Linked DNA regions of Sus scrofa: region 2 is linked to region 1. A link is a contact called in public HiChIP or PLAC-seq data. All regions are on one chromosome and are shown on one strand. The core of a region is the stretch at or near the end of the contact, and the rest is flanking DNA. Distances in the headings are between cores, read along the strand shown. Region 1 has its middle 170 kb from the start of LY86. Region 2 holds the start of RREB1 (ras-responsive element-binding protein 1).

Region 1 (6,195 bases), core at 2,024-4,523:
CATCCAACAGCTCATGAAATTGGTGGCCTGTTGTACTGCAAGTGCAGAGCAGAACGGCTGTCTGGCTCTAGAACGGCGGTCGGTGTTTTGGCTGTCTGCCCTAGCCATCGCGGGGCTGGCTGGCCTCCACAGAGAGCATAGGTCACATATTGCTACCCGAGAAAAAGATCAAAATTCAAAATTTGGAGTACTGTTTCTGTTGAATTCATATTGCTTTTGTACCACGCTCATGTCGAAAAATCATTAAGCTGAACTATCATAGGTGGGGGATTTTCTGCATAGCCTCATTTCCAACTGGTCGGTTTTTTTCCTCATTTTTCAGTCTTTTTCCGCTTTATTTTGTTTTTATTAAAGTATAGTTGACTTACACGGTTGTGTCAACTTCTGCTGTACAGCATAGGGACCCAGTCATATATATATATACATTCTTTTTCTCATATAATCTTCCATTATGCTCTTTTAAATCTTTAAAAAAATTGTATTTATCTGACTTTATGTTTTCCATCCTTCCTCACACACAGCCCCGGGGCCTCTGTCCAGTGGCTGCCCCCTGCGTCACCCCCGAGTCCCCACTGTCCCGTGGTGTCTCTCAGACTCTCAGTCCTTTCTCTCCCCTCCCTCCATCATTCCCACGCTCCCCTGGGTGCAGTCAGGTCTCTGGGGCGCGTCGGTGGTGATGAGAGAATCATGGGGAAGTACCGGGGGGCCCGTCGGCTTGCACTTCCACGGTTGGAGCAGAAGCAGATGCCGAGGGGAGATGAACTGGCATCCAGGCTCCCAGGACAACTTACAGGGCAGAATGGGGGGTGGGCAGGGGCGGGGTGGATCTCGCACCCTGAGCTCAGGGCTCCCTCTCCTCCTCTCCTGAGACCCCGCGGATACCCCCAGTGAGGTCAGAAGGGAAGTAAAACCACTAGTGGTGTCGAAGGGTTCCTGGCTGTCCTGGGAGCAGCAACGAGGGGGCACTCAAGCCTCCCACTCGAGGGCCGAGCCCTGGGCTGCACTCAGGCGGGTGAGAAGAGATGTAAAGCCACCTCCTTACGGGGCTGCTTGTCACAGCGCAGAAATCTGTGCAAGTCAGGCTGGCCCGGGCTCTCGGCCCAAGGACCATTTCCCTTTGCAGGCTGCCCCTTGGTCCCAACCCCAGCCCAGAACTGCCATCTGGGGGCACCAAGGCGCTGCCCCTCTGGCCACATGTGCCGGTGCAGACTGTGCCCCGCTCAGGGCCGTCCCGAGCCCGGTCGCAGAGCCCCTTCGTTCTCCTTAGCAGCAGCCTGGGGTCCTGGGGCATCGGCGCATGTCCAGTGTCCAGGGGCTGGAGCCTGGGGTCACGTCCCCGGGCAGCTGACTGCCCATGCAGTGCATGGCCACGCCACCAGAGTGGGGGCCGCTCCTGGGGGACCTGGCGGAAGACAGGGCGCACTGGGGCCCTGTTGGGTGGTGTGACCTTGGGGACCTCTGTCCTGCAGCCTCCAGAGCCCGCCCCGTCGGATTGGCTGCTGCCCTGACTTGCTAATCGGAGCCTCCGCAGGGCTGGTCGGGCAGCCGCTGAGCCGGGCCTGCGCTGTTTTTTCTCAGCCGTTAACATGTCCCAGCTCTTCTTCAATGTCAAAGTGTTTTCCCAGGAGCGCCAGGGGTAGCATTTCCCCGCCCGCCTTATCAGCCTTAGCAACCAGAAGCCCGGCTTCCAGGAAAGCAGCCACTCGATCCAACCTCGCGAAACCCATTCCCCAGCGCATCCAGGCCAGGGCTGTCAGCCCCAGCGCTGGGCAGCAGCAGGCTTTTAGCTGCGGCCACGTGACTTCAGGTCCAATGGGCCAGATTTCCCCCCCCTCCCCGGGCGCCGTCTCACCGCCCGGCTGCTCCCCCATGTCCAGAGTGGTGGGAATGCTTGGGGCTGTGGCGGAGGGGGGGACCTAATTCCCTATGTTTCTGAAAATATCCCAGGCCCGGCTGCCCTGACTGCTTCCCTGGGCAGAGGCCGCATGGCTTGGGCTCCAGGAAGGCCACCTGCTTGCTGAGTGGCCGGCTGGGTGGCCCTGGGAACACTCCCCTGCCGTGGGGGGGCCTCGCTGCGGCTCTGCTCCCCACCTCCTGTGAGGCGCTTGGGGAAAAATAGCTGTGACGCTGACATGCCATTGTCAGGCACTTCTGGGGCCTGGCAACGTCTGCAGTTGGTGGGGTGGTGCTTTGGTGGAGCTGCGGAAAAGCAGGGCTGTGTCTTGTGATGGGAAGAGGCTCTTTTCCTAACCATATAAGTCTTCCCGAGAGAACCAATACAGAACGCGGTCACTCTGGCTGGGCCGTCTTTCCACAGCCGCCCGGGAGCCCTCTGGCCCCGCTCACCGCATCTCCTGTTTCATTTTCCATGTCCTCTCGGGTTGGTAACTCAAGGAGCATCTGTGGCTCAGGAACAGCTGACGGCCCGGCAGCTCCCAGCAGCGGCTCCTGGGGATGGGGCGCGGGGCGCTGGCTGGCAGGGGCGCTCATGATGCCCTGTCCCCAGGGCCGTGAGTCACTGGCAAGTGAAGGATGAAGGCCTGGGGGGTGGGGCCTCGGTGCCCAACCCAGGGGATGTGGCCTCGCGAGATGAGTAATGAGACCTGAGCGAGCGTTTCTCACGGGAGGCTCCCGCCGGCGGCCCTCCCGTCACACCCTCCTCCGCCGCCCACGTGGCTGAATCCGGGAGCTGGAAGGAGCGGTGCAAAGCCTTCCCACCCCAGCCCTGTACTTTCCAGGTGAAAAAACGAAGATGCAGAGGAGAAGTGACTTGACCCAGGTCGGGGTAGAGCGGCGTGTGAACCCAGAGCCGTTAGTCTATACACCAGAAAGCTCGGGGGCTGCCAGCTCCTCCCCGCCCCCGGGTGTGTTTCCCTTGTGCCCAGGAGGTGAGTGCACCCCTGGGGCAGGTGGAGAGGTGAGCTGGAAGGTTCAAGGCGTGGAAACCCAGGACGGCATCTCTCCAGGCTGGTCCCTGCACCCCTAGCTCTGCCGGCCCCTCCCCCTGCACCCCCAGGCCTCTCCCAAAGGTGATGGCTTTTCCTCCTGACTCAAACTAAATCCCCACCCCGTAGCCTGGGGGAAGAACAGGTGGAGTCCCAGATTAGGGCGCCTGGGAAGACCACGGAGGGCCGCCCCCTGCCTCCAGCTGTTCTTTATTGAGCGCCCGCAGTGAAGGGAGCCAGGAGAGGCCTGGGAGCAGAGCAAGGCAGGGGGAGTGGCGGCAGGCTGGGGCTGGTGGCTGAACCGCAGAGGCAGCCAGGAGGTCCTCAGGCTCTGGCTCCTCCTGTCGCCAAGCCCTGGAGTGGAAACTTCTGGAACGGCCCTGAAGGTGACAGTGTGGGCAAGGCCGCTCCCGCAGGGGGCTGGGGTACCTTCCCTCAGAGCTCTGGAATGCACACATGTGTTTATCTGCAGAGCGTTCCCCCCCCCCCCCCCCGCCCCTCCCACTCTGTGCACCCCTGCTCTCTCCCCGGGCTCACATGCCTTGGGCATTCAATAAACATTAAAAAATAGCAACATCCGAGCCACTGACCTTCATGTAAAGGCTTTGAGACCACGGTTCCTCTTCCGTGGGGCCAGACAGGCAGGGCCTGGGAGGGGAAGCCAGGAACACACCCTGGGCCCCGGCAGCGGGGCAGCAGGATCCAGGTGTGGCTTGGACTTTGCTCTGACCCCAGCTGGGTTCAGAGGTCACCATAAGTGAGATGGGGGCCCCTGATGTTCTATAGGAGATGCTGGGTTGTGTGCCCTCTACCAACCAAAGGACAATGCCTGCCCACCTCACCCCATGCCTGTAGACATCACGGGGGGAACAGGTGCGCTGGCCATCAGCCTTTCAGACCCTGCGCTGAGGCCCCGAGGCCGGGACGCTTCTGTCACTTCTTTTCTTGGCCTGCCCATCCCTGCCTCCCTCACCGAGAACCTTCCACCATTGATCAGCTGAGACTTCCTTGTCTGGTGGTGAGGAACGGAGGGTCTGGGGTTTTCCAGCCGGTCTGAGTCTTAACATCCGGATCGCTTCCTTTGACACAGAAATTATGCCGCCTTTACCCGCAAGGCCTGGTCAGCGGAGTCCAGGCAAAGTCTTCTGAGCCAGCTGGCTCCTTCTTCTTTTTCTTCTTCCCCAAGACTGGGAGAGGGTGAACTCGCAGAGGGGAGGGGGCCTGAGGGTCTGGACCCGAAAAGCAAGGTTCTGTCACTGCATTAGCCTCCCCCGCCCCGAACCGGCTGGACAGATGAGGCTCTGAGGCTCTGTGAGCAGCGGGGGCTGCGGCTGGCAGTGGGTGGGGTTGCCCCCGGGGGCCGATGGTTCGGGGCCCAGAGCCCCTCCAGGGCCTGACGGTGACATCTGAGAGGCTCACAGGGCGACGGGCACTGCTGGAGGAGTGCTCCGTGCGTTTGATCCTTTTCTTGTGAGGTCTATGCCCATCTTACAGATGAGGAAACTGAGGCTCAGAGAAGTTAAGTAGCTTCCCCAAAAGGGTCACTTTGGTTTCTGAGCCACTTCTGAGGTCCTGGATGTCATGAATGACTGGGCTGACCAGCCGTCCCATTTGCCAGGGACTCTCCCAGCCTGAGCAATGAAACTGCCCCGGGAAAGCCCTTAGTCTTGGGCAAACCTGGGGGGCTGGTCACTGGCTCACACGCTTGTCCGTTTCTCCCTCTTTCTTTCCTGTGGCACATCTAGCGCTGCTCATCTTCACAGCAACACACGGTTAACTTGGACTATTCCCTTGGGAAAGGCGGGGAGGGGCCACGGGGCTGGGGGAGAGCAGACCCTGAGCCCCGGCTTCTCTGAGGGGGACACAGAGAGGCGGTCTGAGCACAGAGCTGGAAAGGCAACGGGTGCCCATCAAACGGCCACTCTTGTTGTCAGCCTGACACGGTGTGGAGGCAGAAGGGGTCAGGACAGCAGCGTGACAGCAAACCAGGGGACTCCGGGCGGTGGGGGGAGCGCCCGCGTGGAAACCTCCCCTTGCTGAGCTCCTGCCAGGCAGCGTTTCCACCCTTGGCCCCGTTCTGGAAGCTGGGGTGGGCAGCACGCCCGGGCACGGATGTGGAGGTCAGGCAGGCGGAGGTCAGCTCGGCCAGGCGAGGACGTGGGGAGGGAGGTTCGGCCAAGCCCGCAGCTGCCGAAGCCCAGGGGAGGGAGGAGGCTGGCGGGGCAGGAAGACGCTGGGAAGCAGTGTCTCCCTGGGGCCGGGAGTCGAAGAGGGTCCCGGCCAGAGCCAGTGAGAGCGTCTCAGTGCCCAGGGCCCTCCTCCATGCCAGGCGTGTCCCTGTGCTCCCCCACGATTAGCCCTCAGCCCGTGCAGGCTTCCCGAATCTAGGCGGTCAGTGTCTCGTCATCAGCAGCAGCAGCAGCGGCAGCTGCAGCATCGTCTCCATTTTGCAAATGAGGAGAGTAAGGAGGCACAGAGGAGCAAAGACACTTGCCCGAGGTCACACTGCTTCCTGTGATGTAGCCAGGATTCACATTTGTCTGATGGTTAAGGATGAGTTCCTCCTTCCTTCCTTCCTTCCTGCAGGTGTGACATAAGGAAATGCCCAGGCTGGGGCTCAAATCGGAGCTGTAGCTGCCGGCCTAGGCCACAGCCACAGCAGCACTGGCTCCGAGCCACATCTGTGACCTGCTCACAGCAACACTGGATCCTTAACCCACAGAGCATGGCCAGGGGTCGAACCCACGTCCTCATGGTTCCTAGTCGGGTTTGTTTCTGCGGAGTCACCATGGGAACTCCTCTTTTTCCCTTCCTTCCTCCTTTTCTTCTCTCTTCTTCTCCTTCTTTCCCCTTCTCCTCCTCTTCCTTCTTTTTTTTTTTTTTTTTTTTTTTTTTTTTTTTTTTAAATTATGTAGACTTGCCTTTACCTGCAAGCTCATGGAATCCATGCAAAGTCTTCTTTTTCAGCTTCTCCACCTTCCTCTTTTATGTGCTTCCCTAAAAGTCAGGAAATGTGACTATTTTAGCCCCTCTGGCACAAAGCCTCTCTCCTGCCTCAGACCCCAAGTAGGGCTGGTAGGGGAGGGAGTTGGCGATGGGTAATCCAGGTGTGAATGAGCATACTGGTGTGTGTGTGTGTGTGTGTGTGTGTGTGTAGATCACAGTTACTCCAGGAAAATGTCTGGATCCTGGAGCTTGCCACCCACCCTGTCCCACCCCTGCTAGCTCAAGCCTAAACCCTTAGCAAGCC
Region 2 (6,335 bases), core at 3,033-5,532, 240 kb before region 1:
AACGAACCCGACTCGGATCCATGAGGATGCGGGTTCGATCCCTGGCCTCACTCAGTGAGTTAAGGATCTGGTGTTGCCGTGAGCTGGGATGTAGGTCACAGACGTGGCTCGGATCCCTCATTGCTGTGGCTATGGCGTAGGCTGGCAGCTATAGCTCCGATTGGACCCTTAGCCTGGGAATTCCATATACCACAGGTGTGGCCCTAAAAAGCAAAAAAAAAAAAAAAAAAAAAAAAAAAACACAACAGAAGAGAGGTTATTTCAATATGATAACAAAAACAAAACAAACTTAACATCCTGTTTTCCTAGGTCAAAGGCCATGGAAGATTCAGAAATTAATTAAATCTAGTTAAACAATGTAAAACAGGAGAGACTCCCTTTCAAAAATGCTTTGGTTAATTTTAGCATCCTTCTGTTTAGCTGCTTAGCAACCCTTATCCTATGACCTTTTAAGCACCACCTACTTTTCAGAAGGATAATGAATAGAAGCATCAAAAGCGTGCACCTCTGACTATGTCCAGCGAGCACGTTTAACCAATTTTTGTAGGACTTAAATTTATATTAATTACGTCACATAAAACCTCCAAAGGGTGGAATTTTTCTTCATTAACCAGAACACTTCCTTTGCTGAAAAAGGGTACATGATGTTAACAACGGAGCATAAGACAGGCAGCAAAAAAAGTTCCAAACTGATCTCAGGAAGTGGACCAGCACAGCAGTTCAAAACTGAGGAGGAGAAATGCAAGCCACAAAATGGCAACTATCTAAGAGGGCCGGGGACAGACAACTGGTAACCAATCAACAACTGTTGTTGGGATGCAGCCTAAGCAGCTTTGCTGTCCTCCTCCCACATTCTGTACCTATGCTGGCTGCAAATGAGACATCAGGAGGCTGCCTGAAAAAATCGGTAATAAAAGACCCTTCCATCAAAAGGTCATTGTTTGATGACGTCAATAGTTAGGAATGGATGCACCACCTGTGCCGGCTGAGTCAGACCCACCTTCCCCACCACACAACAAACACCTGTCTGCCATGAGGGCTGAGGCTCTGAATTTCTCAAGAGACAGAAAACGGCATCGAGAAAAACCCAGAGAATGCTATGCCACAAAGCTGTGAATGGCAGCAGCATTTCTCGACAGTCTCACATAACCAGCAAATCTGAACATCCTAACAAACACACAACCTGTTGAGCACTATTTTTAAGAATGATAAAACAGGGCAAGTTCATTAACAACCTAAAATGGACCACAAGGTAAACAATAACTAAATCAAAGGGCTCTCCCTTTCTTTTGTAAAAGGGGTTGGGGGGGGGTGGGAAGGAAGGTGTTTTTTTCACACATTTTAAAACTTGATAAAAGCCATTCAAATGTTTAATTCATCAGTGTAACCAAAGCTCAAAACACATCAAAGCAGGATCCATCACCGGGTACCCAGGAGCTCCCTCCAAAGGGCAAAGGTAAAAGAAAAGAAAAGAAAAAAAAAAAAAAAAACAAACACTAAAATTAGTGATTCACCTTTGCATAAATTACTTTAAGAATAATTTGAACCCATTCCTTCAAAAGTTCTGTGTGACTCTTGAAGAAAGAAAATACCTAAACGTTTAAAAACAAGAAAGCAAGAGAGAAAAAGAGAAGTTTCAGCCTCTAACTTAAGACTTCCGGGTTACATTACGTCTTAGAACCATACCTGCCTAACTCGAAAAGCATTAGATCTAGAGGATGCTTTTAAGGGCGATGAGGAGAAGAAGGAAAAACCCCCGAAAAACTCAGAAACAAAACAAAAACCATTCTTTTCTTTGCAGTTCCCTTTTCTCCACTTTCCACATCAATTAAACTTATTTCAGAATACACTCGCACGCAGGCACAGACCCCACTGAATATCTAAAACGACCTCAAAAATACGGGATGCACATTAACAGCTCAGACTTTGCAGAAATCATCTCAAGTCTTCCTCTTCAAGACAGAAATACCGCGCTATTTCCAGCATCCCTATCAAACAGGCAAACTTTATTTTCCCTGGCTTTTACATCTAAACTCTACCACAAGAAGGAAGGGGAATTTTTCTGCTGATGAAAACCCTGGGACAGGTTTCTCAGCATACCCCGAAAGTATATTTTTTTATTCACCCTTCTGTCTCTCTCCGCCACCATTAACCCCCCGAAAGAAGCCGAAAACACGCCAAAGTGCCCCGAATGTGTGCTGCTGCTGGCTCTGAAGCCGTGTAGAATTTCGTAATGGAATGTGAACTGCTCGTCCGGATCTGGGCTCACGTTCTATCTTCTAACCAGTAAGGAGCGAGGGAGGGCAAAATCTGCTGAGCAAGGAGAAATACTTTCCTCCTCTTTTATAACCCATCACGGATGCACCGCGGACGCTGGACGCGAGCTGCACGCGGCGCCTGTCAACCCGCCCGTCCTCCGGCCGGTCCCCGCGCCCCTCCTCGCCCCCCCCACCCGACCCCGCCGGAAAAAGAAGTGGCCCCGCCGAGAAGAGGGCTCGGCCGCCGCGCCCCGCACTCACGCGCCTCCCGGGCCCCGCGGGCGGCGGGGAGCGAGTCCCCACATCCTGGACGCGACCCTCGGTCCCGTCCAGAAAACACGCCGCTTCCAGGGAGGGGGCCGGCGACGGGAAGGACCTCCCCTGCTCCTTAGCAACCATTAAGGTCGCAGTTTCCTAAGAGACCGCGAGCAAGGAGGGGGCGCGGGGGGCCGGGCCGAGACCGGGGTTGGGGGGGGCGCACGGGGTCCCCAGCCCTCGACACTGCCGCCCCCCGCCCCTGCTCGGCGCTGCCGGCCGGGATGGGAGGAGGCAGGGAAGCCCCACAACTTGCGAAAAATTGGTCCAGCGGGCGGCGGACAAAAGTTTCCGAGCGCGCTCCACAGCTGGGCGGCGAAGCGGGCCCCGGCGGCCGGCCCCGCCTCGGATGCTCCCGGCCTCCTTCCTGTGCTCGTGACGGCGCCGGGCGCCGAGGTCCCCCCCCCCCTCCCGCGATGCAGGCTCCGCTCCACACCGATAGCTCCCACGAAAACACGTACACCGTCAACGGAAGGGCAAGGAAACAATACGCGCGGACGCGGCCCCCGCCCCGGCCCCTCCTCGCCCGGTCACCCGGGGGCGGTGGTCGGCGTGACCACCAGCCACGAGCTGGGAACGGCCAGGGCGCAGGGCTGCCCGCGGCCCCCCTCCGGGCCGGCGCCGTCCGCCGGGGAGGATCAAAGTCCGCAGAGCAGGGCGCGGCGGATGCTCCCACCGCGCGGCCCCTGCGAGCACCCCCGAGCCAGCACCCCAGGCGGGCACCCCGAGCGGGCACCCCCGGATACCTTGCGGCGGCGGGCGGGCGCCGTCATCTCCGTGCTCCTCGGCCCGAGAGGGACTCGAAAGTATGTAGGAGAAAAGTTTCCCCTCCCACATGGGGGGGAGGATGTCGGGGGAGAGAGGGCGGAAGATGGAGAGCAGCGCTGGGAAGATGTTTCTGGCCCGCGGTGCGCGCACCATCCGAGTCCCGGCGGTGCTGGTTAAAAATAAATTGCTCGGCGGGCGCGGCGGCGCGGGTCGGGCCGGATTCCTGCGCTCGGACGGCTAATATGGATGCGCATCAGATCCTGGCGGCGCGGCGCAGCGGCAGCCCAGGCTGCTCGCTCTGGGAGCTGGTTGGCAGAGCCGGCAGCTCGGGAAGGGGAAAAGGAGCGGAGGAAGGGGAGGAGGAGGAGGAGGAGGGGGAGGAGGAGGAGGAGGAGCGGCCCGGCGCGCAGCCCGAGGGGAGAGGGCTGCCCAGCTCATCCCGGGCCGGCCCCACTGTCCCGAGCGCACGTAGCGCGGCGTGGGGCGCTCGGGTCCACGGCTCCGGGAAACGCTGAGTTTAAAAAGTACAACGCGCACTGCAGACTTCACCCTCCCCATCCCCAAAAGTTCTTTAAAAGGTCGCTCCCGCTCAGCCCCAGACATCTCGCTGCCACCCAAGGACCGCGAGCCCGAACCCGGGGCGCGTACTCACGGCGGGGCAGGGCGCTTGGCTCCCAGGCATGATGCAGTAGGGACCGGTGGGCTTCGGGGAGAGAACGAGGAGAGATGCAAACTTGTTCCGGAAAAGGAATCAAAATGGCGTTTCTGGATGTGCAAAGTTCATCAACTCCGCAGTCACTTCCCCTCCTCCTCTTCTCCCACAGGGAGGGAGGTGGGCGACGAGCTGGCGACCCCGGCGCCCCAGTCGTCGTCCCGGCCCCCGCCTCGGCCCCCCGCCCCGCTTCCTCGCCCGCACGCTCGGAGACTCGCTCTCCCCCTCTCACCCTGATAAGTAGACACATCACGTGTTGCTCCTGCGAGTCTCCTGGGGACGTGTTACAGAGCGGCGGCGGCCGCGGCGGCGGCGTTCGGCCTGGGGGTGGGGGGGGACCGCGGTACCCGCCGGTCCCCACCGCAGCCCCCGCCCCGATTTTAGCCGGATGACCGCCGTTTCCATCCCGGGATGGATGGAGGTGCAGTCCCCCACCCCACCCCCACCGCAGCCCCAGGTTTGCCCCACGCCCTCCGCAGGCGCCCCGGGCCAGGGAGGGCCGAGCCGCCGGGGGGTGGGGGGGAGGTCTCGGCGGCCACAGCTGAGCGGGATCCCGACCCGCCCAGCGACCGCCCGCCTGCTACGGTCTTGGACCACCGCGCCCCCCTCCCCTCTAGGCCCTCACTGCGGGCGACTCTCCGCCCCCCGGCTTTCCATCACTTTACTTCGTGGCTGTTTCACTATTTTAACCAAGGAGGGGGAAAGGCAGTGGTGCCTGGGAGGCGCGGAAGGGGCGCCTCGGAGGCCGGGAGGGGGTGCATTGGGGGTGGGGGGGTCCTGGCCGGGCGCCGCCCCTCTTCCTCTCGGAAGCCGATGGGTCGGTGATCCCCACCCGCGCGGTTCCCGCTCCACGCGGTCCTGGCCCTGCATCCAGGTGGGACGAGTAGATTGATGGGGCAGCAGATTAAGGAACTGGCGCTTCACCCCGCCCCCAACTTCGGGCCGTTTCTCTCCCGGGGCCCGGTCCTTCTAGCTCTGGGGCTGCTGCCCGGGGAAGCGTGTTCTCAGTACAGCAAATTCAGTACTCGCTCGGCTTTTGTCACCTTCCCGTCCCCACACTCCACAAGTGATGCTTAAGCGGAGGCTACGTTGCCCCCAAGGGGCCGCCACTGTGTCCCCACCCCACAATGGCAGGGCTGATGCTGTGTCATCCACGTCGCCCTCCGGGGCATCAGGGAAGCCACATGCAATATCTCTTTCTCTCAGAGGGCTCCTGTTTCAACTCTGAAAAGCAGGGGCCCTCCTCCGAGCTGCTCTCCATCTCCGCGGCTCCAGCCACCACGCTGAGCCCTGGCCGGGGCGGCCCAAGTTATCACCGAGCGCAGAGACACCAGGCCTGGGCTGTGCTTCCTCCATAAAGCAGCTGACATGTTTCCAACTGTTAATACTTTTCCTACCGAGCTTCTGAAAGGGGCCTGTTGTCAGCCTTTGGAACATCTTCTGACAGATAAGGGTGACTGTGGTTGTGCAAAACAAACGCCACACACTCCCCAAATTCTAAAGATGACTCTCAGCTCTGGCGGAGAAGACTGCTGCGGCAAGAGGCGTTTGAGACTTGTTAAACAGGACGGTGTTATACATACAGAGAGCTGGCTACTATCTATTTACTGTGACCTTTGACCCTGTTCCACGCCAGCTCCTCTGAATGCACTTGCACACCATACACAATTGTAAGCCCAATCACGGGCCTTTAATTTGCAGCACTCAGTGGAACTCTGGTTTTCAGGGCTGCAGACAGAAGTGTCTACCTAGGAATGGTCTGAATGGATGGGTTCTGGCCAAGAAAGAACTCTCTAGAACCACGCAAAAGCAGTTTGGACCCTTACCTCCTGACTTGAGATAATCAGCTGTGCAAGAGGGAACGGATTCAGCTGGCTGTGTCTCTGACGTCCAGAGTCATCAAAATGAAGTTTTCAGAACCTGTTGTGTTTCCCAGGGTCTGCTGTTTACTGAGGAAAACCCAACCCAGAGAAACTTCAGCAGTTGCATTTTTCTGAGCCTCCCCCCGGCCCCCACCCCACGGCCCTATTCAGGAGTCACCTTTCCTGGTCTCCCCGTTCCGTGGTAGGTTTTGAGTAGGAACCGTAGCAAAGTTGGGATTTTGCTGGTAATTTAGTTTATTCCATAAGATACATTTGAACCTGCAAATGTCCATGGATTTTCAGGAAAAAATCCCCTTTATAATGTCACCTTGTCATACTGGCAACTGAAAAGAGAGAAGATAGTCTAAAGTAACTTTGGAAAGTTGAATTCTGGAAGTTCCCGCTGCGGCTCAGCAGGTT

The links. HiChIP or PLAC-seq counts read pairs in DNA pulled down with a chosen protein or histone mark.
Region 2: an H3K27ac HiChIP or PLAC-seq map of skeletal muscle shows a contact between it and region 1. The contact joins the promoter of RREB1 here to the enhancer-like site in region 1. A contact is called at or near these places in 2 of 5 promoter capture datasets (fetal skeletal muscle and liver), 3 of 47 Hi-C or Micro-C datasets (heart right ventricle, liver and skeletal muscle) and 2 of 2 datasets of contacts at active chromatin or transcription factors (alveolar macrophages and skeletal muscle).

The regions. Positions count from the first base shown.
Region 1 is chr7:4,270,204-4,276,398 of Sscrofa11.1, reverse strand. No RefSeq gene overlaps it. Among named protein-coding and RNA genes, the nearest start is that of LY86, 170 kb to the right of the region's middle. Within about 2 kb of position 3,273, at least 44 of the 83 cell types and tissues checked have an H3K27ac peak or open chromatin away from gene starts, as enhancers often do. A contact at or near this core is called in fetal skeletal muscle and skeletal muscle, where this site is marked.
Region 2 is chr7:4,510,233-4,516,567 of Sscrofa11.1, reverse strand. RREB1 (ras-responsive element-binding protein 1) reads right to left here and starts at 4,282. Exons shown (of 16, transcript XM_005665552.3): 1 at 3,994-4,282.